2 separate regions of the Mus musculus genome follow, and region 2 is linked to region 1. The links are chromatin contacts, called in public promoter capture Hi-C maps. All regions are on one chromosome and are shown on one strand. The core of a region is the stretch at or near the end of the contact, and the rest is flanking DNA. Distances in the headings are between cores, read along the strand shown. Region 1 has its middle 4.5 kb from the start of Mef2d. Region 2 holds the start of Paqr6 (progestin and adipoQ receptor family member VI).

Evidence for each region. Promoter capture Hi-C pulls out the DNA fragments that hold promoters and counts their contacts.
Region 2: a contact with region 1 is called in a promoter capture Hi-C map of hippocampal neurons, with 2.0 times the contacts expected there. The contact joins the promoter of Paqr6 here to the enhancer-like site in region 1. A contact is called at or near these places in 4 of 39 promoter capture datasets (the 3T3-L1 cell line, embryonic stem cells, hippocampal neurons and 1 more), 1 of 115 datasets of contacts at active chromatin or transcription factors (pancreatic cancer cells) and 1 of 9 other capture datasets (adipose tissue).

Annotation. Positions count from the first base shown.
Region 1 is chr3:88,134,735-88,140,993 of GRCm38.p6, forward strand. No RefSeq gene overlaps it. Among named protein-coding and RNA genes, the nearest start is that of Mef2d, 4.5 kb to the right of the region's middle. Within about 2 kb of position 4,232, at least 406 of the 459 cell types and tissues checked have an H3K27ac peak or open chromatin away from gene starts, as enhancers often do. A contact at or near this core is called in adipose tissue, hippocampal neurons, pancreatic cancer cells and 1 more, where this site is marked.
Region 2 is chr3:88,360,852-88,367,110 of GRCm38.p6, forward strand. Paqr6 (progestin and adipoQ receptor family member VI) reads left to right here and starts at 3,738. Exons shown (of 8, transcript NM_198410.3): 1 at 3,738-3,772; 2 at 4,177-4,252; 3 at 4,824-4,951; 4 at 5,031-5,233; 5 at 5,309-5,435; 6 at 6,054-6,150. The coding sequence starts at 4,202. It overlaps Smg5 (Smg-5 homolog, nonsense mediated mRNA decay factor (C. elegans)), which reads left to right. Exons shown (of 22, transcript NM_178246.3): 21 at 1-41; 22 at 174-1,486. The coding sequence ends at 257.

The DNA.
Region 1 (6,259 bases), core at 2,982-5,481:
TGATCTTTCTTCCATCCAATTCACCCATCCTTTCTCTCTCTCTCTCTCTCTCTCTCTCTCTCTCATCAGGGTTTCTCTGTGTAGCCCTGACTGTTCTGCTGTCCTGGAACAAGCTCTGTAGACCAGACTGGCCTTGCCTGCCTCTGCCTCCTTAGTTCAGAGGTGGCAGCATGAGAGGGGGGAGGGGATTAAAAGCTTGCTCTACTGGCCATTGCTATTTTGTCTCACCACTAGGGATTTCAGCCCTGTAGCAAGTGCATTTTAACATCTCTCTAGCCCCATGGCTTACTTTTTTTTTTTTTTTTATATGTGTGTGTATTTGTATGAGTTGTATGCCACACATGTATGGGTCTCTGAGGAGCAGGCTCTAGAATCCCCTGAAGATGGAGTTACAGATTGTTGTGCAGTGGGTTCCAGGTGCTAATCTTAAGTCTTCCTCCTAACCACTGAGCTTCCTCTCCTGCCCTCAACAAACATTAAAATATCTTTCTATACAGTTGCTTGTTTGTGTCTGAGTGTGTGTCTGTGTGTGTATACACACACCAAGCAGCACTCTTGGGAAGGTCAGAGGGATCAATTCTTTCCTTCTACAATATGGGACCTAGGGATGGAGCCTGGTTGGACCTGTTCCTGTACCCACTGAACAACCTAGTTCACTGTCAACAAGCATGTTTGTTTTGTTTTGTTTTGTTTTGTTTTCAAGACAGGGTTTCTCTGTATAGCCCTGGCTGTCCTGGAACTCACTTTGTAGACCAGGCTGGCCTAGAACCCAGAAATCCGCTTGCCTCTGCCTCCCAAGTGCTGGGATTAAAGGCGTGTGCCACCACGTCCGGCACAAACACGTTTTTAAAGCACTAGCAATAAGCCCCATTTGTGCTGAAAATAAATGTTATAGCCTTATTCTTCAGCTCATAGTTTAGTGGGGGAGAGGGGAGTTTTAGGACTTATCCTCATCCGACCTCTGAGAGTGCAGAGGGAGCCTCTGCACTCTCAGAGGTGGGATGGGGGGGGGGGGAACTGTCTGCAGGGGGACCAGGTAGAGTATATATAAAGTGAATTTAAAACAAAACAAAACAAAATAGGGCCGGGCGTGGTGGCACATGCCTTTAGTCCCAGCACTTGGGAGGCAGAGGCAGGCAAATTTCTGAGTTCCAGGCCAGCCTGGTCTACAGAGTGAGTTCCAGGACAGCCAGGGCTACACAGAGAAACCCTGTCTCAAAAAACCAAAAAAAAAAAAAAAAAAAAAATAGGGACTAGAGAAATGGCTCAGAGGTTGAGAGCACTGACTGCTCTTCTAGAGGTCCTGAGTTCAATTCCCAGCAACTTACGGTGGCTTACAATCATCTATAATGAGATCTGGTGCCTTCTTCTGGTATGCATAATACATAGTATTATGTACTGTACACATAATAAATAAATCTAAAATAACCAAACCAAACAAAACAAAATGTTTAAAAACCTAACTTCCCTCCCAATCAGGCTTTCATCCCAGGACTCCGGAGGCAGAGAGGATCAACAGCATAAGGCCAGGCTGTGCTGCCCAGGGAGAGTCTGTCCTAAGAAAGACTGAAATCCCCACAATCCTCTGCAGTACTCCTGTTTGCCCCAAGCAACTTTCCACGCATGGGGCTGGCAAGCTTGGTAAGCTGCATGTTGCTCTTCACACTCGCACTGCTGCATATGTGCACATACACTAACAATAACTACTTTTTAAAGGGCGTGTGAGATGACTTTCTGGGTAAAAGGTACTTGCAATCAAGCCAGATGACCTGAGTTTGAACTCCCACAGATTGTGTCCTCCGACCTCTACAGGTGAGCATGACACACCCTCACACACAGTAAGGCGCACGCCTTTAATCCCAGTACTTGGGAGGCAGAACTCAGTCGATTTCTGAGTTCAAGGCCAGCCTGCTCTACAGAGTGAGTTCCAGGACAGCCAGGGCTACACAGAGAAACCCTGTCTAGAAAAAAAAAAAAATTGCTTAGCTGGGCACTGCGGCATACGACATACACTTTAAAACTAGCACTCTGGGGCTGGTGAGATGGCTCAGCGGTTAAGAGCACCGACTGCTCTTCCAAAGGTCCAGAGTTCGGATCCCAGCAACCACATGGTGGCTCACAACCATCCCTAACAGGATCTGACGACCTCTTCTGGAGTGTCTGAAGACAGATGTAGTGTACTTACATATAATAAATAAATCTTAAAAAAAAAAAGCCTTTAAAAAAAAACCAAAAAAAAAAAAAAAAAAAAAAAGCACTCTGAAGGCAGAGGCAGGGGGATTTTCATGCCACAGGGCCACAGGATGAGACCCTGTCAAATAAACAAGTAAAAAGCACCACTGAAATTGCCCAATTCAATGCTCACAGCAAGTAACACTGTCCAAGGTCAGCCAGCTAATAACAGTCGAAGCTGGGATCTGGCTGCGCATGGCTCTAAGGGAAGAAGACAAGAGCTGCTCAGAAAATGCTGTATGTATTCCAAAAGCAAGATCACCTGAGCATGTGCTCTGTGAGCCTGACAGAAGTAGGAGAGGCTCTTGAAAAAGGTGAGCCTGCACAGGGCTCAACTCTCCCATCCACAAATACTTAACTGGGCGACTACTCTGTTCTTTACACTAGCTGGAGGCACAACACTTGTGGACAGACACACTGAATAAGGTGAGGGAAAAGACTGCACTCATGTGCTTGGAGACAAGGTCTCACTATGTAGCTGTCTGTCCGGCAACTCACTATATATACCAAGCTGGCCTGGAACTCAGAGTTCCACTAGTCCCTGTCTAACACTTCCACTCAGCTAAAGCGCATGCCTCCTTTGCCTTCAGACTGAACCTGCTCTTCCAGCTCCTGGGTTTCTTTCCCAAAGGCAAAGCCTGCTTTAGGATTCGCTCTCTTGAGCTGGAGATGCGGCACAGTGGTAGAATGTGTCCTTAGCATGTGTGAGGTTCAGGCCCTACAGGGGAAGAAGACAGGAAGGGAAAATAGGGGGAGAGAGAGAGAGAGAGAGGGAGAGAGAGAGAGAGAGCGCGCAAAGAAAGGATTTAAAAGGGGCTATGGCATGGAGGCTCTGCTGTAAAGAACCTTGCAGCCCCAAACTGCCCAATGATCTGAGTTTGAACCCTAGAACCCACAAGCTGGAGAGAACCAACTACAAGTTGTCTTCTGATCTCCACAAACACAATAGAAAGTAAAAATAAATAATTAATTTAAAAAATTAAAAAGCGCCACCGGGTGGCAGTGGCACTTACTTTTAACACCTGCAGAAGCTGGCAGATCTCTGAGTTCGAGGTCAGTCTGATCTAAAGAGTGAGTTTCCAGGACAACCAGGTCTACAAAGAGAAACCCTGTCTTGAAAAGCAAAAACAAATAAAAAGGAAAAGAATACACTCTCCTACCTCAGAAATTCTTTTTAAAAATATTTATTAGTATTGTATGGTGTGCAGGGGAGAGATGTTATGTGTGAAGCTCAGAGGATAACTCTGGGAAGTTGCTTCTCCGGCTGGTACCGAAGCACCTTTATCCGCTGAGCCACTTCGTCGGCCTTTTGCAGTCCTTCTGAATGTCTCTGCAATTCTTCCTGTTCCTATAGTTTCTAACACCCCACTTCGCTTTTCCTTTCTCCAGTAACAGGCCCTGAGCTACTGGCCCTTTAAGATTGCCTTCTTCCCCCACGTGCTGTCTGGTTGGGCTGGCGATGCTGACGCATGCTTGACGTCAATAGCAGCTGGTGGAGTTTGGGCACGAGGAGAGAAGTTGGGATGGGGGTTGGGGGGAGCGGAGCAAGAAGGCGATTCATTTGCATTTAAAGGGGCCTCTCTTGAGTTAATTCGCGCTTTACAGAAATACGTCCTGGGCAAACTTTCTGCCCTAGGCTGGGAATAGAGGCAAGAAAATGGCGTGATACAACTTAAGTCCAAGGCTATGAGTTTGGTATGTTCTTCCGCGGAAAAAGAGAAATAGTCCGTCGGTGCCCAAGCTGGGAGCACGTGACCCGGAGGGGGTGGAGGCAGAAGCTGGGGGTGGGGGGGAGACTACTGTAAGGTTGTGTTTGTCTGCCCCCACCCCCACATCCTGCCCACCCAACTGCAGCTGCCACCACATCCTGCCCAGCCGGGGGCAGGGAGCTCCTGTGGGGGGTACACGGACCCGAGACCGCTCTGGCACCATTCGCTGTCCCTCAGCTCCAGGGCCCTCTGCTCTTGTCCCCAGGTCTGGTCCCAAGGCACCCGGTTCTCAGCATAGGGTACTACTGTGCCACACGGACCTGGACAAGTTTCTGGCGGACTCTGCTACCCTTTACCCCAACTCTGGCTTGAAGTGGAGTTGTAGGACCCCCAGACTCAACCCCTGTCCTTATCTACCATGGTTATGAATGCAGAAATGAGGTATTCAGCAGAGTTTGCACAATTCTGACTCACAGGGCTGCGCGAATACATTTGCTAAGCGCGTTCCACGCCAGCTCTGCATCCCCGCAGGAACTCAGGAGCTGGTGAGGAATACCTTAGGAAATAAACAAACCCAGCAAGCTAGTGCGTCCAGAGGAGACAAGGGCGGAGTGGAGCGTCCCACCTTCCCGCGGAGAAAATACACGCCCACCTGCTGAGGGTCCGGTTCGCAAGCTTGGTGGCAGATGCGGGGAAGAATTGGGGGTCTTTGCGGTGATCATCCAAAAACTAAAGGAAGGATGACTCGGTGGTGGAGTCGCGGGTGGAGGTGGGGATTGAGAACTGTCCAGATGGCGCAGGGGAGGGGAAGGTGAGAGGAGGAGGATCTGCCAAGCAGCTCACCAGACTAGAGGGGAAGGCTAGAGCACTTTTCCTAGGTTGAGTAAGGACTGACTGCCAGGTAGAAGAGGGTGCTGAGAGGAACAGGGACCTTTCCAGTTCAGGTGAACTGGAGAAGCTTGAGAAGGGGTGGATAAAGGAGGATTAAGTTTTATTTGCCAGATAGCTTTGTGAAGATGCATGTGAGTTTACAGGGTGTTCTTTTTAGGATGTCGGTGGGTATCAAGGTTTTACAGCAGGGCTGGAAGGTGACTTTTCTTTAGAACAGATGGGCGAGATGACTGAGGCAGTAAAGCGCTTGCCATGCAAGCCTGGCCACGGAAGTTTGATCCTGAAACAAATGGAAAAGTGGAAGATCCACGCCGTAGAATTATCCTCCGACATCTAAATATGCAGCATGGTACGCTAACAGAATAAACTGATTAACAAGAAATGGTGCACAGCCAGAGGTAGGAGAGGAAGCACGAGACTCAGTCATTTGCCACCCAGAGGATTCTGGGATGGGAAATTCAAGGGCCAGAAGAAAAGAACTCAGAGTCACTTTCAGGAAGTCCAATTTTCATCTAACTTCCAACATTACCTTGGCCCTTTTCAGTCTTTCGTGGAAATCAAGACCTCTCCCAAGACGTTTTCACAGTCTGAGTTTTGTCCCACTTGTAGTTTTACTGCCCCCTATTCTGGTCTCCTGTGAGTTGTCAAGTCAGCAGTGAGTGTCCAGGGCCCCCACCTCCCTGAGCTCTCGGAGCTCTTCCTGCTAGTCTTTTAATATCTTCCCCAGGTGACTCACCTTCCTTCCTCATTCCTTTTTAAAGGACTCAACATTCCAGGTCTAAAGAGGGCCAGCCAACCAATCACAGCCATGGACGGCCAGCCTCATATTTGAGATTGGCTGGGATCATGGCTCGCTGGAAGCTCACCAAGTTAGTTAGGGAGAGGCTGGGGAGGGGGATTCTGGGAAAAAAATTTTCTTCTGGCCTTGGTTATGTTTTGAGAAACAAACTGAGTTAGGTTCTCTAGCTTGGAGAGCCTCCAAGGTTGAGGCAGGTTGAACACTCCTGAGGGCTTAGCTGTCCCGGGCCCATCCTGTTTTGTTTTCCTACAAGCTGGGACCCAATGGCCTGAAGGCTGTGTTCCCAGGCCTGTTCCTAAGACGTCTTTTCCAGCAGCCCTGAATCTCTCCAGTCTCAACATTCTGCTTTTCCCGACGTCGGGAAACAGCCGGAAAAATAAACACCCTGATGACTAAACGGTTTCTCCAGCTAGAGCCTGGGGAAGCACTAAAAATAGAGGCCACAAGTGAGGGGAGGTTCCCCACGGGGAGGGCACTTTCCCATTCTGCTCCCACCATAGCCACAAGCAGGAACAAGGCTGTGTTCTCCCAGGGCTTGGGGAAGGGCAGATGCCTTCACTCAAGTCTTGGGGGCAAACCAGACTGCTCAAGGAGTACTGGCAGCTCTGTGCCCCCACCCCCCATACTA
Region 2 (6,259 bases), core at 2,488-4,987, 230 kb after region 1:
TTCATTTGGACAGCCCCAGTGCACTCTCTGGGCCCATGCAGGTGAGTCTCGGGTGAGCTGGGGAGTGTGGACATCTTGAGACCCTCCAGACAAGCTGCCTTTCCTGCATTACCCTTCCACAGCCCTCTGTTTCAGGTTAGTTCTCCTCATAGTCTTCCTCTGCTGTTCTACAGGCTGCCCTGCAAGCTGCTGCCCATGCCAGTGTGGACGTCAAGAACGTTCTAGACTTCTACAGGCAGTGGAAGGAGATTGGTTGAGACTGGTCTCCAGGCCCTGCCGTGGGGCTGACTCCAGATTTCTCCTGTTCTCCCTGGCGACCAGGACCACCACCTGTAGTCACCCCACCACATGCAGACTCAAGCAGGCAAACAGGAAGGAAGGCCAGCTGCACTGAGGCTGCAGGGAGGGCCCAGGAGCCAGCGGGGAGGATGGGGGCCCCTGTTGCCAAGGCGAAATCAGGAAAGTGAGGAAGTGCTTGGCGTAGGAGTGGCCATGGACCCCCGGCCAGCCTTCCACCTTAAACCTGCAGTCCCCAGGGGCATGGGCAGGGGCAGGCATGGGGGTCTGCATTTCATTGGAGCAGTTCCTGGACTTCTGAGAGGAAAAGATGACAGAAGGGCCCTGTCCTCACCCAAGATTCAGGGTGGGTGGGGCTGGGAGTTTGGAGCCCCTAGCTCTTAGGGAAGAGTGGGGAGATACTGAGTGTCTGCATGGTTCTCTGCAGACCCCACCCATCCTCAAGGACCCCCTCATCCCTTGTCTCCCATGGGGAACAGGGCAGCTCTAGAGCCAGCTGTGGGGGCTCTTAGGGAAGCAGGGTCTGCACACTTGGAGGCCCCACTTCTCCTCTGCTGCTGCCCAGCTTCCAGGCCCACTTAGGGTGTGGGCTGGATGGCTGTACACCAGCAGTCATCCCTTCCCCACCAGCAGTCACTGTGCTTTGTGCTCTTGGCTGCTGTACTGGATAAGGGGTGCCAATGAGGGAGCGAAGGCCAAGGCCACCCCTCTGACCATCCAGGGAGAGCTGGAGGAAGGGTGGCAGAGGGGCAAGGTCCCTGGGAGCTGCTTACTTAGGGCCCTCCTCCATCCTAGACTACCCTCCTTTTGCCCACCCCCAGAACTAGAGCCCTGGTAGGCTGAGCACAGGCTGGTTTTGGAGTGTCAAATGACACAGGAGCAGAGATCATGAATACTCAGGGGCAGAGTAGCACCCTGAGAGCAGAGCTATAGGAGAGGCTCTGGCCAGGACGACCCCAGTTCTACCCCTCAGGCTGGAAGCAGAGCATAGCTGGGGCTGGGTTCTTTTCTGCTTCCCCCTCCTTGCCCCAACTGGCCTAGCTGCTTTGGCTGTGCTTAAGAGGAGCTGGCTTCCAGCCTTCCACTAAGAAAGAAGGTCTGGGAAAACCAGGGAACAGTTGGGGTTACCACATTTCCAATTCTGGCAGACTTGAGACTCAAGCTTAATAAAGACCCCCTTCCCAAGTGCACTCTGCCTGCTGTGTCTTCTGTTGAGGAGCTTTGCTGGGGTGGATTTGGTGTGCTGGGCAAGTGCCACACTGTGAGAAATACACACCACCTTAGTGAGACTCAGACATTACACTTGGAAGAGAGTCAACCTTGATGGGGCTGGAGAGATGACTTAGTGGCTAAAAGCACTTGTTGCTCTTGCAGAGGACGGATTTCAATTCCCAGCACGACATGGTGGCTCACAGTCATCCACAGTCCCGTTTCTAGGGAATCTGGTGCCATCTCCCACTTCTGACTTCCATTTGCACCAGACATATACATTGTAAGGATTTATCCAGGCAAAACACAAACGACGTTGACCTTGAACAGGAAATACTCACACTTTATGCTTATGCATGCCGCAAACATTGTCCTTAAGTTCCTTTCAGGTCCTGTCCCAGGTTACACTTAATTTAAACAGAAACAGACTGACCATTTAGGCAGATAGGAGTTCGCACAGCATAGATAATACATATTGCCAGACTTGTACCCAAGTTTTTGGTTTGGTTTGGATGTTGTTTTGTCTGGGTTTATTTGTTTTGGGTTTGTTTTTGGTTTTTTCCAGACAGAGTTTCTTTGTAGCTGTCCTGGAATTCACTCTAGACTAAGCTGGCCTAAAACTAAGAGGTCTGCCTGTATCTGCCTCTTGAGTGTTGAGATAAAGGCATGTGCCCCTATGCTCTGCCAGTGATATTTTTTTGAATAGTTGTTACCCAGGGTCTTGCCTACCTCCAAGAATCATGCTTTTGTTGATAAGAGTACAGGGGACTTAATGGTTAGACCTAGACTTAGTGATGCTTGTGACCCTACATTGCCCCCTCTGAGGTGCCTGTGAGGTTTGCCTTTGGTTGACTGTAAGTCACTGTATCCTTTGTCATGAGAGTCCGAGCCTTATCCATGTTGAGTAACATTTACACCCTCACCTCCACTCACACAGTCCTGGCTGGAACACTCCGTACCTTTGGGGTGTTTTGGAAGCAGTGCTTGAGTTCCACATCAGTACCACGGAACTGTATCTCCAGCACATGCAGTTGAGTTCTAGGAAACTCAAGGAGGCTTCCAAACTGCTACATAGCCAAGCCAGCCTTAGACTTCAGTGGTTCCTTCCATCTCTCCAAGGTTGAGATCACAGGAAGCACCATACCTGTTTTGCAGAAGTGTTTGATGAATCTACTGTCTGGGGCTGGCTTGGTGTTCCCATCTGGGTCATGTCCTCCAGAAGGGATAAAGGGTGAGGCTTGAAATCAAGGTTCTTTATTCCTACCATCCTGGGGTGGCAACTCAGACGGTGGCAAGGTAAATTAGATTGGTGCATCCTTCCTTCTCAGGTGGGCCAACATTCACCAAGGGCAAAATAGGCATTGCTTTTGAGATGCAGCTGCAGTTGGTTTTGGAGTTCCTGCTAGCAACCTCAGATCGTGGGAGACTCAGGCCAGGTGTCCTGGTCAAAGAAGATTAGATCCCAGCTTGGGCCCCTAGCCTGATCTAGACAGCACAGTGAAGCGGGTCCAGACACACCCTGAAGGGCTGGCTGTGTGCAGGAGGCCAAGTGAGCTGCCTGCTAATGGGGCTGGGCCACCCCGTGCTGCCCCATGACAGGCAGACAAGGCTAAGATTGTTCTCCTGTCTCTCCATTCTGCCAGGCCTGGCCCACATCCTCAGTCACTTTTTTCCCCTGTCAATCTGAGTGGCAGGAACCAGATTCTGCCTGTGGAGTCCAGTCAGCCTGGCTGGGAGCGTGGTCAATCTCTGGGGTAATAATGCAGCTCACATCTGGGGAAATGGAAGTGAAGCACCTTCCCAGCCTCGCACTCCTCACTGCAGCAGAGCTCTCCAGACCCTACTGCTGAGGGCAGAGGGACCTCTCCCCGGTTCAGCTCAGCCTTTCCCGGGGCAGCTGGGCAACACTCAGCACAGGCATCTCTCCTACACCTCCTCTTCACTTGGGATGAAGGGTCTGGGGACCAGGTTTGTGTTGTTAAGCTGGGCAAGATCCTCAGAACCCATCTCAGAGGACAAACTGGTTGTGAAGCCCCCTAGATCCTAGAAAGACTCCAGAATGGGCGGAGCTAGAGGCAAGAAGAGAGGGTGGAGTTGCTGGGAAGTTTTAGTCTGAGATGGGAGAAAGGGTCCTATCGGTCCAGGTCAGTGGCCCCGCCCACTTCATTCGCTCCGCCCCTCCGCCGGTGCCAAGGAATGTGCTGGGAGAGGCGGCTGAGAGGCGGGCGGGCAGGCGGAGCCGAGGCCACCCGGACGCGGCAAACAGGTCTGGGCTGAGGGGCACGGGACCCAGGAGGGGCAGGGGCTCTGAGTATTCCCAAGGGCACAAGTGGTATCCTCTAGAAAAGGAGGACACCCCCTAATTCCTTGCCCTTCTTTAGCAATTTCCTCGAGGGCACCAATTTTGGGTGTGGAGGTCTTAGTCCTCTATGTGGGGCCTCCTGGATTGAGGATTCTGGCCGAGGCGCAAATGGAGTTACTAACAGGAGGCAGCCTCGCTGCTGGGGAGCCCTTCACTGCAGACCCGCAGAGACTGAGGACCTCTGAAGCAGGACTGGATGCCCCAGGCTAGGACCAGGAGGGGAAAGGGGCCACCTGAGTGGCTGACTCTAGTCTGAATCTGGTCATAGGAAACCGGATGGGTGCCAATCCCTGACCTTCTGTCTCCAGGTCAACGTGGAGGTATCCGGCCACCATGCTCAGTCTCAAGATGCCTCAACTCCTTCGAGTCCATCAGGTCCCCCGGGTGAGGGGCCCCAATCCATCAACCTCGCCTTCCTCAGAGAACTCATTGGGGCAGAGCTTTTTCTCATATTAGCTATTTGGGAAGTTCTTCCTGCAAGCTAACTTTCTTACGTTTCAATTTCAGTATAGAACGTGTGACCTCTACTCACATTCCTAAACGTCCCTCCTCTCAGAATCCCCATCTGCAGAACACCCTGTGTGTGTGTATTCCCCCATCCTATTTAATCCCAATATTCTGGTTCTGTTGTTTGCCCTGTGGGTTTGGAAGGCTGGTAAGAAATAGGTTGGGTTGTGTTTGACTTGGGACCACTGCAATCTCTAGTGCATCTTCTATCGTGTTTCCAGACACCTCTTATTTTGTTTTTTGTTTCTCGAGACAGGGTTTCTCTGTGTAGTCTTGGCTGTCCTGGAACTCTGTAGACCAGGTTGGCCTCGAACTCACAGAGACCCACCTGCCTCTGTCTCCCAAGTGCTGGGATTAAAGGCATGAGCCACTATGCCCGGCTACCTGACACTTCATGGAGGGGAAAGGCCTGCTAATGATGACTGCTCTGCTCCCCCACCACCCCCAGGTGTTTTGGGAAGAAGGCATCATGTCTGGCTACCGATGCCCCACAAGCTCTGCCTTAGACTGTGTTCTCAGCTCCTTCCAGATGACTAATGAGACGGTCAACATCTGGACTCACTTCCTGCCCACCTGGTGAGCGAATTAGGTTCAGACGGGTGCCAGGTGGGCAGGGGCACTACGGCCCCAGCGCCTGAGCAGGTGCCTGGCGCAGGTACTTCCTGTGGCGCCTCCTGGCGTTAGGCAGCCCGGGCTTTCGCGCGGACCCATACCACCTACCGCTGCTGGTCTTCCTACTGCCCGCCTGCCTCTATCCCTTCGCATCCTGCTGTGCGCACACCTTTAGCTCCATGTCGCCTCGTGCTCGTCACATCTGCTACTTCCTGGACTACGGGGCGCTCAGCCTCTACAGCCTGGGTGAGCTGAGGGCAGTGGGGTTGGATGGTGGTGCAGAGGGTGAGCCCTCAAGCCTCAGCTCGCACCTCGCCACAGGCTGCGCCTTCCCCTATGCCGCCTACTCCATGCCGGCCTCCTGGCTGCACAGCCGCCTACACCAGCTCTTCGTGCCCGCTGCTGCGCTCAACTCTTTCCTGTGCACCGGCCTCTCCTGCTACTCGCGGTGGGTTCTGGGCATCCCCAGTGTCTGAAAGGGTAGGCAGGGCTCACCCCATTATTGTTGAGCCACCCCAGTACCCTATGCAGTACGAGGGAGGCATTCCTGTTGGCCAGTATGCTATCCTTTATGGTCAACTTATGCTATCTATGTCCTCTTAACAAATGTGACATTTACACGGGGCAGGGATCCTGCGTCCTGAGGTCCTTCTCTTATTTTTTTCCCTTTTATTACATGTAAACATATATTTATTGTGTGGATACCATACAGGATGAGCTATCCCACCAGACCCTGTCCGTCCCCAACCCCCCCCCCTTTTTTTTGTAGTTTCTCTGTGTAGTTCTGGAACTCTATAGATCAGGCTGGCCTCAAACGCAGAGATCTGCCACCTGCCTCTGCCTCCCAAGTGCTGGACCTAAAGGAGATCGCAGGCACACACATCACACCACCATCTGGCTGAGACAGTCTTGAACCTGCTCTTCCTGCCTCTACCTCCCAGTGGGGTCACAGCCATGCCTCAACACACCTGCCTTCTGAATGTGGTCCTTCACCCCTTTTGGCCCCGGATAACCTCTTCTTGACCTACCCAGCACTGAAGACCAACCTGCTTTTCTTGCCCCTCAGGTTCCCAGAGCTAGAATACCCCGGGTTCAGCAAGGCTCTCCGCACGGCTGCCTTTGCCTACCCCTTCTTGTTTGACAACCTCCCACTGTTCTACAGGGTAAGGGTACCCGGACTCTCCCCAGACAGACCTTGCTCTACCTACCACCTTGACCTCGTGGTGGCTCTCGGTCTCTAACCTCAGCTCTCTGCCTACCCTCCGGGCGCAG